Regions from separate parts of the Mus musculus genome. Here region 1 is linked to region 2. The links are chromatin contacts, called in public HiCAR-type maps. All regions are on one chromosome and are shown on one strand. Each heading gives the region's core, a stretch centred on a gene start, on an enhancer-like site or on the middle of the called end of the contact. The rest is flanking DNA. Distances are from core to core; before and after follow the strand shown.

The links. HiCAR-type assays count read pairs that join an accessible place to other places.
Region 1: a contact with region 2 is called in a HiCAR-type map of Th17 cells, with 3 times the contacts expected there. The contact joins the promoter of D330037F02Rik here to the enhancer-like site in region 2. A contact is called at or near these places in 1 of 39 promoter capture datasets (the C10 cell line) and 2 of 115 datasets of contacts at active chromatin or transcription factors (Th17 cells and heart atrium).

The regions. Positions count from the first base shown.
Region 1 is chr9:115,662,591-115,669,798 of GRCm38.p6, reverse strand. D330037F02Rik (RIKEN cDNA D330037F02 gene) reads right to left here and starts at 3,931. Exons shown (of 7, transcript NR_166686.1): 1 at 3,501-3,931.
Region 2 is chr9:115,620,922-115,627,967 of GRCm38.p6, reverse strand. It overlaps the pseudogene n-R5s92. Among named protein-coding and RNA genes, the nearest start is that of Gm39448, 34 kb to the left of the region's middle. Within about 2 kb of position 3,412, at least 88 of the 459 cell types and tissues checked have an H3K27ac peak or open chromatin away from gene starts, as enhancers often do. A contact at or near this core is called in Th17 cells, where this site is marked.

The DNA of each region.
Region 1 (7,208 bases), core at 2,682-5,181, 41 kb before region 2:
TTTGGCGTGTGTGTGTGTGTGTGTGTGTGTGTGTGTGTGTGTGTGTACATCAGGATCATGCATGATGCCCACAGAAGCAAAAATGGGAGACAGATCCCCTGGAACTGGAGTTACGGATGGTTGTAGGCTGCCATGTAGATGCTTAGAATTGGATCTAGGTCCTTTGAGAAGGCAGCCATTGCTCTGAACTGTTGAGCCATTTTTCCAGCCCAATTTTGATTTTTTTTTAATTGCATGCATGTATATGGGTAGGTGGGCATGTACCTGTGAGTAGAGTTTCAGGCAGTTGGGTTTATCCAATGTGGGTGCTGGAAACCAAACTTAGGTCCTCTGTAATAGCAGCACATGGTAGGCCCCATCCCTTAAAAAAATAAAGTGTTGAGTGTCCTCCACAAAGGAAGAAAAGTAACAAAAACTTCCTTGTCCCCAGAGTCAGGTGCTTCATGGGGGAGGGAGTTATGTTTTCTTAACTCTCTAATATTTTTCTCCTGTGTTTGTTATTTTCCTTTCCTGATTCCAGATGGGGAAAACAGAGAAGTCAAGCAAGGAAGGCACTTGTAGAGCTGACATTAAATATATGGAGGGAGACAAAGCAGAAGGAATGAGTCATGGCCAGCGTGGTTTCAATGGGATGGAAACCAAGGGACAGAAGGAGGTAGCCACACTGTGAGGACAGTGGAAGAGAAAGCAGGACTCGGGTCCTCAGGGAGGAAAAGGCATGTGAACAGAGCTATTTAGGGCTTCAGAAAGTTCAACAGAAGTCATATGAAAATCACAGCTCCAGGGAGCACCATTACACCTGGGCTTGCTGAGACCAAGGTGCTATAAAGAGACACTTGTGCCCATCCTTTTTGGTCATCAGACTACTAAAGAAATGGCCACTGAGGAGCTAGAGCCACCCCAGAAATCTCCTGCTGAGAGAAGAGAAAGACTAGCCTGATGTCAGCCAGAGAGGGAACTGGTCTCCCAGGAGATGTCACTCAGTGCTAACAGCTATCAGACCACTTTGCTGGGGAGACTGGAAGCCAGACATGGTGGGACAGGAGTGGACATGACCACACCTTGACCTGGACAGTTTGAGTGCATGTATCAATAGCTCTCTTTATGGACTTAAACCTCACTCTCTATATTTAAATTTTGCTTTGTGACCTGGAAGGTGGACCTGGGGAATCACTTATGTCTCTGTCTCTCTTTCCAAAAGATATCCCCTAGAGTTGGAGCTACAAATGGTTGTGAGCTGCCTAATGGGTTCTGGGTATCAAAACTGGGTCTTCTGCAAGAGCAGCCAGGGCTCTTCATGGCAGAACCATCTCTTCAGCCCCCAGTATGACAATTTTAATTATTATTATAATTTAATTATTGAAGATGAGCGTTAAGCCTGCTTCAGGAGCACAATCTATGCCCCAAGTTCAGGAAAACTCTATCACTAGATGCTGTGCTGGCTTTACTGTGTGCCCCAGTCACTGTGGGGGCCACTGAGCACTTGCTGTGTGGCTTGTTGGAACTGAGATATGTACCAGAACTTGGAGCTCTTATACAACATAACCTGAATGCTAGATGTTAACCAGCTATTTTACATTGTGTATTGAAATAACACGTAATTGTTATAAATTAAGTACAAAGAATTTCAGAAATCAAATGCCAAGTGAATAAAACTGCCAACCATCAAATGGGCAACGAACTGAATAGAGAATTTTCAAACACAAATGGCCAATAGCCATTTTAAAACTGTTCAATATTCCTAGCCATCAGGGAAATGCAAATTGATACTACATTGAGGTGCCACCTCACCCTTGTCAGAATGGCAGTCACCAAGGAATCTGACAAGAAATGTGGATAGAGTCAGAGCCTCACCCATTGTTGGTGGGGTGAAAACGAATATGGCCACTGTGAAATCAGTCTGGAGGTTTCTTAAAAAATAAAACATTAGAAATAGTATTTCACTCCTGGGAGAAAACCCAGAGAACTTTACACCCTACCACTGAGATATTTTCAGCCCCTGTTAGCTGCTGCTTTTGTCACTATTAGCAAAGAATTTAACCAACTTTTTAGTTCTCCTTCAACAAGTGAATGAATAATAGAAATACTAATATATGTTATACATCTATATGCCATATGTACTATATGCTATGTATGCCATATACAATATTATATATATACATATATACACACATATATATTGAACTGAAATAGTATATATTATATATTATATATGCCATATTTATACACATACAACTCTAAAGAACAAAGTTAAAAATGTACAAGAAGATAGATAGATGGATTTAGAATGTATATTAAGCAAGGCCACACAGCCTCAGAATGAACTAAGCTACACATTCTCTTCATATGCAGAATCTACCCAATGATATGCACATACATGTAAATAGTTGTTGGTCACAGCATGACATGAAGAAAGGGCAACCAGGCTAGTACCAGGGGACGAGGGAGGACCGGGTGCAGGTCATGGACAGGAGTTATGAAAGAGGAGATGAAATTAATTGCTTTTCTAGTTCTAAGCTTGTCACAGATTTTGGGGGGTTGGGAGATGGTTGCATGCATAAAGTGTATGCGATACTGAAAGTATGAAATCTAATGTGAAGGTTCACAGCTGCTGTTCCTAATGCCAGCTCTAACTTCTCAAGGTTTGCACTGATTTTGGGTCAACTTTGGTATACAATGTTCTCATTTATTTGCAAGTTTTCTTATATAAAGTTTACAAACTGTTAAACTATAAACTGAAATAGAAAGGAAATAGTAACAGCTTTAGGGTAGTGGTCAAACAAGACTAGGTACTCTCATCTACTCTTCTGCATGTGTTGTAATGGGGTCCACAGTATATTTCTACAGATGCCAGGAAAGGAACCCATGCTTGCTGGTACCTAAGTTCATGCACATGCATGGTGCCTTCCTCTTGAGGAAGAATAGAAAGACAGGAATTTAGGGGTGTGGGGGTAGGGAAAGAAAGCCTCACTCCAGAGTCTCCTGAAGTCTCTAGAGTGTTGAGGATTCGCGAACAATTACCATTTGCAAAGCCTTTCTCTGCAGTCAAGCTCTTGACCTACAGTTTCCTAGGACTCTCACGGGAACCCCATTCACAGTAAGAGGACATTTCCTAATCCCTTTTGTAATGGCTCCTGGTTTTACAGTACCAGATTAAAAATCCCATTCTATGTCACCTTGTCAGGCATCCTCTAAGTACATTTGTTTAAAAGGAGGTAAGAAAAGGTTTCTTAGCATTCCTGTGAGATGTAACTTGAGTGCCCACCAAAATGGGCAACATGGCGTCCTAAGACACTTAACTCCAGCTCTCTCCTAAGAACCCCATGTCCACACTTGGGTCTGTCTTAGTCTTCCTCTGAGTTCTCTCACTGTCTTAACTCCCATGGTAAAACAAAACAAAACAAAACAAAACAAAACAAAACAAAACAAAACAAAACAAAATCTCTGCTTCGGACCAGCTTGTCCTGAAATTCTTTCCCATATGGCAGCAAAGGACCTACCTTTTTCCTGAGTCCAGTTCTTAAAAGATTATAAGGTGCCAGGTGGTGGTGGTGCAGCACCTTTAATCCCAGAACTCCGGAGGCTGAGGCAGACCCGAGAATCTCTTGAGTTTAAGGTCACGCTGGTTTGCAGAGCAAGTTCCAAGACAGCCAGGGCCACACAGAGAAACCCTGTCTTGAAAAACAAACAAACAAACAAACAAACAACACCAAAAAAGATTAAGAGAATGTGCCTGTGATGGTGTGGAGGGTGACTTCCTGGAGGGCGACAGCATGGAGGGTGACAATATAGAGGGTGACAGTGTGGAGGGTGACTTTGTCTTATCACTACTCACACTACAGTCCCTGGGCCTCCCTCAAATCTGCTCATCAGTGGGCAGTGGGAGGAAGCTTGGCCCTGTGCAGTCTATGCTTTCTCTTGACTCCAAAACAGATCTCACTTTGGAGGATGTGCGAGGCATGGGAAACAGGAAGCTGGAGAGAGGAGCCAATTCCCTTGTCTGCCTTTCATTTCCTTCAAAGTGGAAATCTGCAAGCTCCTGTTGCTCTGACACAGACCAGGATGTGCACTGAAGTGATCGTCTGTGGGAGGCTCCCAAAGGAGGGTTCCTTTGGTGTGGAGGCACCCAGCTCAGAGTTAGCCATTGCTCACTGTCAGGAGGCAAGGGGGACATCCTGGAAACAGACTTTGATCTATTTGTTTGCAGCGGCCCTCCTTCATCCTATTGACTTGTTACCGGAATCTGCAGAACATTTTGTGAAAATCTGTTTGAATAGGAGGTTTTGACTCAAAAGGCTGTTTTTTTTTTTAAGTTCTATATTTTCCTTTTCAAAGGAAATCCATTCATCTGGTTAACAAAACTAATGAGTCATGCGATGTACAGGCACTTTGTCAGCTACCTTATTCTCCATGATATCCCAGACTAATTGAGTGAGACAGATTTGTTTAAGAATAGCAAAAAGGAGCTGAAGAGATGACTCCATGGGCAAAGCACTTGCTGCACAGCCTGACTCCTGTCTTCAGATACCCAGAACCCATACACAGAGCCAAACAAAGGGGCTTACCAGCCTCCAACTCCAGGGCACCCCATGAGAAAAGCCAGAAGCGGAAACATGAGAATTGCCAAAAGTATACGGACCAGTTCGGCTGGAGTCAGCTGTGGTGACAGGAAAGACCCCACTGTAAACAAGGTAGAAGGTGAAGACTTGATCCCGTGCTGTCTTTTGAGCACCATAGCAGTACAGTGGTACACACTGTCTTACACACACACAGCACACACATACATAGCAGAGGATACCATATCACACACACACACAGGTGAAAAAAGATTTAATTATGCCATGACTCAAATCCACGTGGACTACAAAGGAGCATAAAATAGGAATCAACTTTCCCTTGTGAGATCAGGTAAGTTCCCTGGGGTTCCCCACCAACCCTATTTCTGCTCTGGGTCTGAGCCCCAAATCCACACACCTCCAGACGTCTCTGCCTGGGTGACACTTGAGATGTCACGTGTAGAAAGCATGGCTGACATTGTTTCAAACAAAAATACCACTCTTCCCCTGCAGTAAGTACCCTAAGCACGGCATCTCAGTCAATGCAGCAGCGCCCACTCAGGTCCCAAGCAGAGGCTGAGAACCAGCCGTCATTCCCACCTTTCCTCTGCCTCAGTCCTGCCAATGCTGTGCCACCAAGAACCCACCAGGAGCTGCCTGAGTTCTGCTCCTACACCTGTCCCCTAAGTTCCCTTCTCCCTCACTCTGGTCCATCCAGATTTCCGTCTGGATGCACACCTGGACATTTGCAAACATAAATTGGATTGTGTCACTTCCTTGTGTGTACCCTCCCAACAGGTCTTCACTGAAGAAGGAATAAAATGGCAAACATGTTGCTTAGAATCTGCCATGGTTTCTCCACTGGGTTAGATAGAAGAACATGACATGTTGTTGGATGCGGGAAGTTAGTAACAGCTCTACATAAAAGTGAAAATCTGTGCTGGTGATTGTGGCCCTCAGGAGTCTGAGCCTGAGGAGAAGTGGCACTGAGGGCTTTTCCATTCAGGACCAAGTTCCCAAAATAATGATTCTGATGCTTAATATTTCATGAATAAACACCTAGCCCAAAAGCTCTGCCTTGCTCCTCAGCCAGCTCATAACTTCCTTGCCTGTTTCTTCCATTCTATTCCATTCCATTCCATTCCATTCCATTCCATTCTATTCCCACTGTGTGCTTAGTTATCTCTCCTCAGTTTCATGTGACCTTCTCCTTCAGCGTTCAGGGTGACTCTATCCCAGAGTTCAACCTCTCTCTGTCAGAGCTCCCACCTCCAATTTCCTGCCTAAGCTAATAGGCCAACAGCTTTTTATTGACAGGTGATTCCACACAGTGCATATGAGGAGTGCCATAAATTTGAGGTCCTCCTGGTCTGTGTCAAGATCTAGCTAGTCAGCTTATGAAGTGAGGCTCTGCCTAGATACACACCAACACATATACACACATGGCAGGGGAGCGGTATTTGAAAAACATTTATCAGCCAAAGAATATAACTAACTGGCTGGACAACTTCTTAGTGGTACCAAAGTTATCCAGTTCATTCCCTACACTCCAAGAGGGTCACTCTCAGAAACTGGCACCACTCCTGCTGAAACACACACACTAATATACACTTACACACACTCACATATACACTCATGCACATACAATACACACACATTCATACTCACACATATACAATACACACATACACATGCTCACACACACTCACACACAACACATACTCATACACACATACAGACACTCATACAATACACACTCATATACATATTCATACTCACATACACAAATACACACAGACATACATGTACACACACTCACACACATACACATATACACAGTAACAAACATACATAACACTCATTTATTCATACAACACATACACACTCATACACACAACTCACACTCATATACATACACACACACTTATGAACACACACTCATAAAGCACATACACACACACTGGTTCATACTCAAAACACACACATACACATACTCAAACACACATACTCTCATACACACTCATACAACACACACATTCACATATACACACTCTACTGGCTAGTTTTGTGTCAACTTGACACAGACTGGAGTTATCACAGAGAAAGGAGCTTCAGTTGGGGAAATGCCTCCATGAGATCCAACTGTAAGGCATTTTCTCAATTAGTGATCAAGGGGGAAAGGCCCCTTGTGGGTGGGACCATCTCTGGGCTGGTAGTCTTGGGTTCTATAAGAGAGCAGGCTGAGCAAGCCAGGGTAGGCAAGCCAGTAAGAAACACCCCTCCATGGCCTCTGCATCAGCTCCTGCTTTCTGCCCTGCTTGAGTTCCAGTCCTGACTTCCTTGGTAATGAACAGCAATGTGGAAGTGTAAGCTGAATAAACCCTTTTCTCCCCAACTGCTTCTTGGTCATGATGTTTGTGCAGGAATAGAAACCCTGACTAAGACACACACTCACACACAAATGTACTCACACTAACAAACACTTACTTACACATATATACACACTCACACACATATAGATACACTCACAAACATACACATATGCACACACACACACACACACACACACACACTAAATGACAGAAGTATGATCCATAAAATGCCCAAATTAGAAATAAACTAAATTCTTATCATTGAAGATGAATGTATAAA
Region 2 (7,046 bases), core at 2,163-4,662:
TCCCAGTTCAGTCCTTCATGACAGAGAAGTTGTGTCTGTAGGAGTGTGAGGCACCTGGTTACATTGTATCCAGAGCCAGGAGGAGATGGAGATGGGTGCATTCGCCCAGATTACTTTCTCTCAGCCTAGGACTTCAGCAAATGGATTATTGGTGCCCATATTTAGGTGGATCTTCCAGTGTTGTGAACACTATCTAGAAACTCCCTCCCAAGGACACTCAGAGGCCAATGAAATCCAGGTAATGACTCACTGCTGTGACAAGAGGCTCCTTCTCAAGGTCCTGTCAACAATCCACATAAAACTTACAGTATAAGCTATCAAACGTGGTACATGTTTATTTCTAATAAGAAACTCCCAAATTGTTTACTACAGTGTTACACTCTTTTACAACATCACAGCAACCCACGAATGGCTGTGTTTCTCTGTAATCTTTCTAGGATTTGATGTTATTTACTATTTTAAAAGACTTGGGGGTAGGGTTGTCTTAGTGGTTAAGAGTACTTTCTGCTCTTCCTGAGGATCCGAGTCTGGTTTGAGCACCCACCTCAAGGAGGCTGACACAGCCTGGAACGCCAGCCCTGTGCTAGTCTGGCTTTTGTGGACACCTGTACCCTTGTGCACAAAGCCACACACTGTATCAAGTATTTACATACTTTAAAGAAATAAGGTAAATCGTTAAGAAATTGTTTTAGTTCTTCTGAGAGATGTATCTGCATTGCTTATTAGGAATTTAACTTACAGCTTCTGGATGGCTTATGACATTAAACATCTTCTTGTGGGTTCATCTATAGTGAAATACCTATTTGCTATCTTTTATTCATTTTCTAGGTTGGCTCGCCTGTATAATGTTTCGGTTCAAGTAGTAAGAGTTCTTTATAGCTCGCAGTTGAAAATCCCTTGTCAAATATGTAGTCTGCAAATATCTCCCCTCCCCTGCCTATAGTTTGCCTTTTTACCCTCTCAACAGGATTTTCACAGAGTGCAAATTTTTCATTTTATTAGGTCGTAGGATAGTTAATCTTCTTGTCAACTTGACTAGATTTAGAGTCACCTCGGACACGCGGCTAGGCATGTCTGTGAAGGTGTTTTCAGAGATGTGTAAGACAGAAGGCTAACCTTGAGCGTAGGGGCAAGCATCTTATATGCTGGGTCCCAGACTAAAGAAAAAGTGAAAAGCCAGACCGCAGTGAACACCAGCAGCCAACTTGCTCTCACTGCATGTGCAGAAACAGCTGTGACACAAAATGAGGTCTATGGCCGTGCCACCCTGATCGCGCCGGATCCCGAATGACCTCGGAAGCTAAGCTGGGTCAGGCTTGGTTAGTACTTGGATGGGAAACCGCCTGGGAATGTCGGGTGCTGTCAGCTTTAAAGAAAGAAAGAAAAAAGAAAGGCGAAATGAGGAGAGGCAGGTGCTACACACGGCCTGTGCAGGGGCATGCATCTCTTCTGGGGACCTTTTGCCTCTGCTCACTGGCCCACTCTCATTCTCCCAACTACCTTTTCTTTCTTAATAAACTGTGTCTATTTTTATTTCTAACAATGTGTTCCTGGTGCAATCCTTCATCCTGGACCACAAGAGCCTCAAACGTGGTGCCCTCCGAAGTCAGACTTGCAGCCTGGCTCTAAGCAAAACCACCCTTTCTTCTTCTCTTCTTCGCGTCTTTTTCAGATACCGGCAGAAGCCTAAGCCAGTTTCCCCTAACACTCTGGCCTGTCACTCTTTCTTGATAGACAACCCTTGGCCCTAACCCCCACCGCCGCGCTCCGCCTCCCTAACGCAAGAGGGCGTGATTTTTTTCTCTTCCTTTTCCCTATCTCCCTCTTCCCGGAAGCTTCCAAGGTTTGCAGCTTACTTGTCCTATCCCAAGTCCTTTGTTTTTATCAAGGATGTCGGGCCACACTGTCAAATGAGGTATAATGACACTGGGCTGTTTCCCGTCCTCTCTAAATGTTAGCAGAGTTATTAGGGTCAGAGCCCAGGCCCTGGCAGCCCTGAGATGCTCCGCTCAGCTATCCATCCTCAGTAGGTTCATTAAACAGAAAAGTCATAGCGAAACACAGGGAACAGTGGCCAACGCAGTATGGTCAAAATGTGAAGAGGGACAAAGAGGTCCTGGGATTAACCAAGTCCACCTTCCGAGGAACAGGGGGGTGGGGGAGGGTAGCGTGTGTGTGTGTGTGTGTGTGTGTGTGTGTGTGTGTGTTATGCATAATTACAGCCAGATCTCTGGTCAGGGTGTGTCTGCTCCCTCACTGACCCACTATTGTCTCTGCTCTAGTCTCTCCCACAAGGTGGAGTGTGATAAGATGGTTGCCTGAACCTTCCAGAACCTCTTTCCAGGAGACAAGCTTGTCATCTCAGGCTGACACCAGGACAAGCCTTTCCCTTTTCCTAGCATAAGACTCTTAAGGAAATTCTAGTTTTCTTGGGCTCCATTTTTTTCCCACAGTCCAAAGGTGCGGGGTGGGGGTGGGGGAGGGGCACAGATGTCTCTTTAAAGAGGCTCTTCACTCCTGCCCCCACAGTGGCCAGAATGCTTCAGGGAAAAAGGTTCTGAGAGCAGAAGTTTTCTGTCATCAATAACCTTTCTCTCCTGTTGATCTAACTGTAGCTCTAGAAGGGGGATGGGGCGGAGGATGGCTTTGCAGAGCACTGGTAAGCGACACCTGTGCCCCTTCCTGAACTGCAGAAGAAATAAAAAGCCAGCATGCTCTTGAGGAAGCTGTATATGCATGGTGGGCTTAACAGGAAGGGAAAGAGAACAGTGCACAGGAGGACTGTCCCTGGAGGGCACAACATATAGGTGTGCAGGGAGAAAATACAGCCAAATATATTTTCAGGATATGGCAAGCAGATACGGCTGAACTGGAGGAGTTTATGGCTGCAGCTGGCATCTCTAGTACTATAAAACTGTGCGGAAGCCATTCTTCGACTTTGAGGATCAAACAGCTAGAGTCAAAGCAGAGATAACCGGAAAACATCCACTGCTGGAGAGCGAGTGGGAGGGAAAAATAATCTCACTTCACTGGGTTCCACCCCACGCTTCCATCTCCGCCTTTCTCGATGGCTAATTCATTCCAGTATGTGTGGTTGCTCCAGACAGGGGACTCGTCAGCATCGAAGATGAAGAAAGAGCTGTAGATAGGAGATCCTCCGCTGAAAGTTCAGCAAGAGAGATCAGAGCCAAAGAAAAAACCGCGGGGGCCAGAATGGGTTATAGAAAGTGGATTGCCAATAAAAAAAAAGGTCTCAGATCAGCAAAAAAGAAGCTACAGGGATCAATCTGGGCTTTAAATCTTCTATTCCTTATTATTTATTTACAAAATTACAAAGTACTGAGGGCAGAGCTTTGTCTAGTATATGAGGCTCAATCTCTAGGCCCCAGGTGGGGACGGGGAGGGAGAAAGAGAGGGAGGAAATCAAACTATTTTCCGTGTTGTTATCAGCCACTGATCTCCAGGCCAACACAAAGACATTCCCTCTCCCATCTCATTTCTTGAAAGTGCTTCCTCCCCTGACCCTTAAAAATATTTTGAGAACTATAAAGTCACACAAAGGAAATCTTAAAGCTACCAGGATATAAGATAGCTAAAGATGACATTTCCAACTTCCTCTTGATGTCACACCAAAAGAAATGCGGAGTGTTAGAGGCACAGGCCAGCCTGAAGGCTCCTGGACTTAGACATCTGAAGCTGTAACTACACATGTAAAGGTACAGGAGGCAGAGCCCATGATTCACACCCGAATGCCTGCCCCTGGAGGCTGAAACAGGAGAATCAGCCTGGGCTACATGGTAACAAGATCTTGTCTCAAAAAACAAACAACGAACAGAAACTGAGCCCTCCCCCCAACTGCTCCATCCTTCCCCCTCATCTCCGAAGAAGCCACTCCCAGACAGAGCAGAACCAGTAGGCCAATGGTGAATCATAAACACGTGTTCTGAAGAGCTGAGCAGAGGCTCCAGCTGTAGCTCAGTTGGCAGAGCCCTTGCCTAGCATTCAGGAAGCCCTGAGTTTTGTAGCCTGACCTGCATACATCTGGCTTGGTTGTTCACACCTAAAATCCCAGAACTCATGGATTAGAGGCAAAGGATCAGCTGTTCAAGTTCACCCTCAGCTACATAGCAAGTTTTGGGCCAGTCTGAGATACAAGACTGGTTGCCTCCGAACCAGGGTATGGGGAGGGATTAATGGGGCTTTCACTCAAAGGAAGGAGTAATATTGGGAAAATTGGTCAATAAAAACAAAAATTATAATTTAAACTATCCCCTCCCTTTCCCCTAAACTCCTACTTCTTAGTCTGGAAAACATCCACTCAAATATTTTCATTAATATGCCAAAATATGCTCTTCAAATTAGCTTTTACATGAGATAGCCCAAGGGAAATTTCTGGGGAGGGGGGAAGTCTGTCTCTAAATGAGATGCTCAAATGGCCTTAAGGTATCAAGATTTGGTGTTGTATACTATACCTTGACTGTACCCCAAGCCAAAATGGGAAAGAAAGAAAACAAAATAACACAACAACAAAATCTTACCTTAGCTTTTGCAGGACTGAAAGAAAATATTTTGGTAGTTTTATAAGAATATAGATCAAGCAAAAGTAACAATGTCCCCAAGCAAGGTGAGCTGGCAAGCTGCCCAGCAGAGAAATAAGACACTTTGAGTTTTCAGGTCTCTTATTCAAGGATGGATAAAGGAGAGAAAGGTGTGAGGGGCGGGGCACGGGTCATCAGATACAGTCTGTGGCCAAGAACCTCTGAACACTGAGTCCACTGATAGCAAACAGAAAACTCTGCATCCAGTAGGAAGATGGCCAACCCCAAGCAAGAAAGCATTTATTCACACACCAGACACCAGACCCAGAAGTATGCACACACACACACACAAGTAAGCACAAACTCACACACATGGACACTAGCCCAGAGGCAGATCATCTCGTGGTCTGGGTGCAGGCAACATCCCTTGGGAAAACTAATTTACAAGACTTTCTAATTGCTTTGAGTTCATTCTTCACCTGGTTCCCCATTTCTTCTGATGGTGACTGGGATTGTATTTTGAAATCCTAATCTGCCACTAGAGTGCTGCAATTACACAAATACAGCATAATAAATGAGGGCTAGCACACCCGAAATAGCACAACATAGGCAGTTGCAATTAGTCTTTGTAGATGTGTGTGTGTATGTGTGTGTGTGTGTGTGTGTGTGTGTAAGTACCTTCCACTTACTTGGCATTTGGAAATCATTTATTAGCCCAAGCAAACAGGTAGATGAAACCCCTCCGCTCTGTTTTTAACTGGACAGGATGGGCAGAGAAAGCAAGGTTCTTCTATTTCTTCACAATAAATGCAAATGGGGTAAAGAAAGCATCAGACCACACTCACATCCTTAAGACAGTCTGCAGCTGCCCAGGCTGACGAGTGCAGCCACCATCGCAAGGCTCCAGGATCTCAGGTACCGCATCCTAAACACCTCTCTCCCGTTCCTTCTGTAGTTTTAGACGGCCCAGAGCAGGCAGGTCCTTGACTTGAAAGCCTCTGACTCACCCTCCTGAGTAGTTCTGGGATCACAGGCATGAGGAACACACCTGGCTCATCCACTCATCCTTTGCATTGTGCAAGTCTGTGTGTGTGTGTGTGTGTGTGTGTGTGTGTGTGTGTGTGTGTGTATGTGTGTGTGTGTGTGTGTGTCTGCATTCATAAGTGGTGCATGCATAGTGCATATGTGGTATGTACCTGTCCTGTGCATGCATGTGTGTATGTGTGCATGTGGAGGTCAGAGTTCAAGCTTGAGTGTTATTCCTCAGGTGTGGAGAGCCATGAGCAATTGCCATCATGAGCCTCCGCTGTGCCTAACTGGTAAACAAGTAATGTGCGCAGGTGCAAGAGTAAATTCGTGCCAAGTCACTGCCCATCCCGGGGCGTGGTGATGAGGCTCTGGGAGAGCAGCCAATCAGGTGTGGACACACCACACTAAGGTGTATATAAGCAGCGCCTTTTTGCTGCAGAAGGATCCGGTTTCTCACGAGTGTTTTCTTGCTGTCGAGACAATAGCGCGTGTGAGACTCAGGATGCAGCCCACCTTGATTTTGCATTGCCTCCAAGTGTCCCCGTTCTTCTTAATGATTCTCATGAACAGAGGCAGCAACAATTGGAAAATCAGTGGATTTTTCCTGTGTTGACACCAGAGCAGAGACCGTGTGATTTCCATGTTCTGGGTCTCTTCCGGACATGGTAGTCTGAAACTGCTGACCAGTGTTGCTGTCACTTACCAAAATTATGAACAAATGACCATGCCGCAGGGGGAGGATTGATGGAGATGGAACCCATATGTGCTGTGCTTCCTAGATCAAATGAAATGTTCAGCCAACTCATCTGTCAGCTAGTTAATCATAATAATTACTGCGCTATATGGTAATTAGGCATAAATGGGACATAAATGACTCTTGGTAGCACCATTGTATATATCAGAAAACAAATTTTGTGGGTTTTTCTCCCTTTTAATAGTTTTCGAGTATTCATCTGTATCTGTTACCTGTCTCACTGCTGTCACAGAGTACCTGGTAAAAGCAACACAAAGAAGGGTGCTTTACTTGGGCTAACATTTCCAGGGCACAGCAGGGAAGTCCCGTGTGGGTACAGGAGGTGCCTGGTCACGTGGCACCCACAGTCAGGAAGCTAAGAGTGGTAAACGCTGGGGTTCAGCTGCCTTTACCTCCTGACTCAGTCGGCGCTCAGCCCACACCACAGGGCTGCCATAGTCAGGATGCGTGTTCCCACCTCAACAAACTAATGTAGCGAATCCCTCACCATCACGGCCAGAATTTTTTTTTCCATTGTGATTCTAAATCCTACCAAGTTGGCCGTCAAGATTAAGCATCACCGCCTGCCTACTGTGTCTCAGATGCCCGGTGCCCCCACCAGGATGGAAGAAAATACTTTCGAACCCTGAGACCAGTTGACACCAAGCACAGCTCCCACCTTTAAAAGAATAAGAGATGCTCATTGTAACCCAAATATCAGTGATCACAGGTGAGGAACGCAGTCT